Linked DNA regions of Sus scrofa: region 1 is linked to region 2. A link is a contact called in public Hi-C data. All regions are on one chromosome and are shown on one strand. The core of a region is the stretch at or near the end of the contact, and the rest is flanking DNA. Distances in the headings are between cores, read along the strand shown.

Evidence for each region. A called contact is a pair of places that touch in the nucleus more often than the background predicts.
Region 1: a Hi-C map of embryonic fibroblasts shows a contact between it and region 2, with 2.0 times the contacts expected there. The contact joins two enhancer-like sites. A contact is called at or near these places in 4 of 47 Hi-C or Micro-C datasets (embryonic fibroblasts, fetal heart ventricle, heart right ventricle and 1 more) and 1 of 2 datasets of contacts at active chromatin or transcription factors (skeletal muscle).

The regions. Positions count from the first base shown.
Region 1 is chr1:204,414,400-204,417,099 of Sscrofa11.1, reverse strand. The region is part of intron 2 of ADAMTSL1 (ADAMTS-like protein 1); the gene reads left to right. Among named protein-coding and RNA genes, the nearest start is that of ADAMTSL1, 530 kb to the left of the region's middle. Within about 2 kb of position 1,344, at least 2 of the 83 cell types and tissues checked have an H3K27ac peak or open chromatin away from gene starts, as enhancers often do. A contact at or near this core is called in embryonic fibroblasts, where this site is marked.
Region 2 is chr1:204,173,631-204,176,330 of Sscrofa11.1, reverse strand. All of the region lies in intron 14 of ADAMTSL1 (ADAMTS-like protein 1), which reads left to right. Among named protein-coding and RNA genes, the nearest start is that of SAXO1, 390 kb to the right of the region's middle. Within about 2 kb of position 1,305, at least 6 of the 83 cell types and tissues checked have an H3K27ac peak or open chromatin away from gene starts, as enhancers often do. A contact at or near this core is called in embryonic fibroblasts, where this site is marked.

The sequences.
Region 1 (2,700 bases), core at 95-2,594, 240 kb before region 2:
ATATACCACAACTTCCTAATCCAATGGACATTTGGGTTGTTTCCATGTCTTGGCTATTGTTAATAGTGCTGCAATGAACATGCGGGTAACTTTAGAGATTATTTAGTGTTAGAAAAGGATATAGGAGTTCCCACTGTGGCATAGCTAGTTAAGGATACACCATTGTCTCTGTGGTGATACAGGTTTGATCCCTGGCCTGGCACAGTAGGTTAAGGATCCTGTGTTGCCACAGCTATAGCATGGCTTGCTGCTGTTGCTCAGATTTGATCTCTGGCCCAAGAACTTCCATATATTGTGGGTGAAGCCAAAAAAATGGATATGGTTTGATTTCTGAATCAATATCCATCCATTCCATCCATTCATCATCTATCTTTCTGTCTATCTATCTATCTATCTATCTATCTATCTATCTATCTATCCATTCGCTCAACAAGCAACTACTCTGGGGCAAATACCATGCTGAGAATTACAATACAGTGATCAGTCTAACAGACTTAATTGCTGAAAAATATTTTAGGTTGAATTTTTGGATAAATAAAAATGACAATTTATTTTAGTAAACCATAGATTATTTCAAATGTCTATCTCTTCAATTCGAAGTCAGGTGTTTCTTACTTTATAAGTAGCCTTTCCTAAAAAATACCCCAAATTTAATGTTTTACAAACCATCTTAAAGAGATTGTTGTATTTTGGGGACTTTTTTCCAGGGAAAAATTTTCTTCCAAAGATCATTATTGAGAAGTCAGAGCAGGAGAGGGGAAAATCAAAAGGAATTTTGGGTTACTTTTATTTACCAGAATATCAGCAACTTCTTGACTTCAAAATCTGTTTGATTAAGCTTTTAATGTTTTAGCATGTAGTGTTAATTCTCCTCAAAACTGTTCAAAGACTCAAATTAGCAATTTTTCAACGATGAGCAATAATTTTTCATGGGCAATTGGAAAAGAAAATGTTGGAATATTATTCAGGCCAGAAAAAGGAATGTAGCATCCTCATTATGCTACCACATGGATGAACCCTGAAAGCATTTTGCAAAGTGAAAGGAGCCATTCATATTGTAGATTCAATTTATAGTTAATGTACAGAATAGGCACATCCTTGGACACAAAATGTAGATTAATCAGCATCAGGGACTAGGGGGAGGAGAGAATTGGGAGTGACTGCTCATGGATATGGGAGAGTGATGGAAATGTTCTGGAATTATATGGTGGTGATGGTTGCACAACTTTGGAACATAGTCAAAACTATGGACTTGTATGCTTTTAAAGTGGGTTTTGTAATATGTGAATTATGTCTTTATTTTTTAAAAAAAAGAAAATGCTGATTCCATTCATTCTGCTAATAGTTGATCTATTCTGTGGGGAAATCCAGACTAGAGCAAGACTTGTGTGGGCTGGCAAATATTAGTTCTTACTCACAAGGCTGCCCCACACCTCTTACTTCTAACCAGTTTTAAAATAAGACAGGATTTCAGACCCAAGGTTTTCCTTCTGTTGGGGATAGAAAATCTTAGAAATTCACCATGGACTGGCATGGGAAGGAAAAGAACTGATGACAGAGAGATAAAAAGGCCTCGTGTGTAATGTCAGAAAATGAAACATGGCAAGATGCCTCTTCAAAGACCTGCTGAATTTTTAAAAGGAATTCGTTTTTTTTTTCTATAATAGGAGATGCTAATAAGACCCCCCCAAAAAAAATTCCTTTGCATACGTGTGTCCCAGGAGGCTTAAAATGTAATGATCTCACCCTGGGAGGGATAACATTGAAATATAGTTTCCCCAAATGGTTGAATATAAAGTTTTGAGCTATATTACCTAAATAAAAGGTTCTAAATTCAATTTTTAACTGTTTGTGGTGCTTCACAGGTAGGCAAATATTTAAAAGGCAAAAACAATAATAAATGTTGATGCCAAGTAAACTAAATCCAGTAAATTCTTCTTTGGAATGGTTGGGCAATAATGGCTACTATGCTAATATATACACACCAATTGTGAGTGAAGTTTTGCCTCTAGAAAAATAGCTGTTGGATTTTCACTGTGGCCTTGAGTATTAAAAGTGGCTACTTCTTTAGCCCCCTTCATGGACAAGACTGAAAATATCTTCTGAAAGCATAGGGTAGAGTCTTATTCTAAAAGAAGCATTTATATCTAAGAGCTTGCTTTAAATTTTAAAAGGAATATTATAACTCAAAATAGCTTAGGATGTGTAATAAATGGGTATTTTTATCTACATCGCAGACCTTCAACTGCAATCTTTCTGTAGTAATATGTCCTAAGTTTGAGGAAAATATGAGGGAGGGAAAACAAAATATGCACCCTCTGAAAGTTTGCCAAGTGCTTATTAAAGGTTTAATTCATATCTTCTATGGAGATTTTGAGAGCGAGTTATTAAAGTTCAAACTTAGGAGACACTGCCTGTTCAAATGGCTCCATAGTGGCTCGGTTAGATGTACGTTTTCTGCTCTCCCCCAAAAAAGAAAAGAAAAAAAAAACATACAAATAAACTAGGGGCCTCAATTTAGTTACCTTTTTCTTTAATGTTTATTAAATTTCTCAGATGTGCTAAGTATTTGTTTTTACAGCCCCAGAGGAGGAGCTTAACCACAGGGTTCCAAAGCAGGTTTAATAATTTACCTCCAGCTGCTGTGATAAGGAGGAGAACCTGACACATTATTCTTTTCCCTTTAAAGTTTTTATTAAG
Region 2 (2,700 bases), core at 56-2,555:
TCTAGGCTCCTCTAACCTAGGAACAATTCCAAAATGCTGCAAAATCTTCATTTTTGGGTGGCTGGTTATATAATAAGGCAGTATTCAACCAGAATCATGGATAAATTACTGAAGGCAGCCTCTTGCTCAAAATTGCCCCCAAATCCTTTTATTCTATAAAACAACATTTTTATTGAGATTTAACTAAAGAACATAGACACAATTTAAACTCACCTCAAGCTACATGATAACCCAAATCCCATCAAGACTAATTTGAAACTAGCACATACTGCCCAAGGGAAGCAATAAGAAATATAAATAAGGAGTTACCAAATCTGACTAGCATCCATGAGGACATAGGTTCAATCCCTGGCCTTTCTCAGTGGTTTAAGTATCTGGTGTTGCCATGAGCTATGGTGTAGGTCACAGACATGGCTCGGATCTGGCGTGCCTATGGCTGTGGCTGGCTCTAATTTGACCCCTAGCCTGGGAACCTCCATATGCCATAGGTACAGCCCTGAAAACACACACACAAAAATAAATAAATAAATAAATAAATAAGTTCCCTGCTGTGGCACAATGGGATCAGTGGAGTCTTGGGAACACTGGGACACAGGTTTGATCCCCTGCCTGGCACAGAGGGTTAAGGATCCAGCATTGCTGCAGCTGCAGCTTAGGTCATAACCACAGATTGAATCTGATCCCTGGCCTGGGAACTCCATATATTGCAGGGTGTCCAAAAATTTTTTTAAAAAAAGAAATAAATATAAATACATAACCCACTATAGCTACTAAATTTAGTCACAATCACTTTTTGAAAGATCATAAGAAACTTCTAAAGTAGGAAAAAGGCTTTGGATTTTCCATGCCAATGCCTAGAATTGAAAACTATGATTTAGTTTCTTTGAGGTTTTAGCCTATTGCCTCTTTCTCTAGCTTGGCTTCAAATTTGGGGGCCAAGAATAAGCACAGTATCAAGTCACTCATAACATCAACTCTTACCCTCCTATTTATCCATTCATTTATTTGTTGGAAAAAAATGTATTTATTGAGCATATATTATGTGAAACCTACCTCTTATAAAGATTAGGTCTAGTAAAGGAGATAGTTATTCCATAAAGATTCACATAGGATTATCAAAGACCCATCTCTGTTGTGAGAAAATGAAGAGGTGTTCTAAGATAAACTAACAGGGTAAGGCTTCCCCCATGGGTCTTGCAGTCAAGGAAGTCTTCTCTGAGAAGCAACATGTCAGCTGAGACCTGTAGGATGAGCAAAGCTTATTCCAAGCTGAGAGGAGGGAGGAGAGTCATCCAGGGAGGCTGACCCACACATGCCAAAGCTTTGAGTCAATAGAGAATTACGCATCTTTATACAAGTGAAGGATGACTAGGGTATCTGGAAGCTAATGACTGGGAGGAATATCAAGGATAGGATATCAAGATGGATAAGGGCATAATGTAACCTTGGCAAAAAAGCTTGGGTTTGTTTGTTTGTTTTTATTTTTGTTTTGTCTGAGTAGAGGAGGAACAATTAAAAGCTTTCCATGGTAAGAGGCCCCTGGCTACAACTTGAAGATTGACTCAGTAAGGGCTAACAGACAAAGAAAAGAGATCCATGGCTGTTGTGGTAGTCCAGGAGAGAGCCAATTTAGCGTTAGTGATCTGGCTTCCACGGCAGCCTGAGAGCCAGGACAGTGAGGTGATGAAAGCATGGATTCCACAGTAACTGGCCATGGTTTGAATCTTGATTCTGCCATTTATTTAGCAGGATGACCTTGGAAATAACTGGGTCTCAATTTTATCATCTAGAAATTGGAATGAAAAGATTGTTGTTAAAATATAATTTTCAAAAAGATAAAATCACAATTTGTAAATATAAAATGAGCACGTGTCAAATTTTTATTTAGCTCATGAATTGGGAAGGAACCAGTAAGATGTTAAAACCAGTTCTAATGTTAATTGTATCTAGAAATGTTTCTATTTTCTACCAGACAAAATCTTTTGCATTGGCATGAATAGAAAAAAAAAAAATCCATCATTAGGAATAAGAAACATTTACGTCATCATCAGCCCTCTGCAAGAAAACTGTCATCTCTATGGAGCTGCAAAGTAGACCAAAGACTCAGCATTCCATAGACTTTGATAGATTGGGAAAGCTGGGTAGTCCATTAACAGGAAACCAGTAATCTTGTTTCACAGTGTTTCTGATTCTACCCATCCCCTAACAATGTTATAATGAGTTAGTATGTAAAAATGCTTAAAACACAGCAGAGAACTTTTGGGCTGTTACTATAGTTGTTTTTATATCAAGGTGGTAGTAGTGGAGATGGAGAGAAGTAAATGAATTGCAGATATATTTTTGAGGGGGAATTAATAGAATTTGAGAATCATTTGAATGTGAGGAATCAGGGGAAGTGAGGGTAAAGAATAACTCCTCATTTTTCATGTGAGCAATTAGATGCCTGGTTGCATCACTGCTGTGAAGGAGAAGACTGGAAAAGGAGTAGATGCTGAGGAGGGAAATCAAGAGTTCCATTTTGGACATTTTAAGTTGGAAATACTTTTGAAATATCCAAGTGAGCATGTCAATCAGGAGAGATGTTGATGTGTAGTGCTTACGAACGTGAAACATTACTAGGTATGTGGCTAATACCTCAGTTTTTCCGTCAGCTATATATTAAATGGAGATAATAATAGTTCTTATTTCATCAGGTTCTTA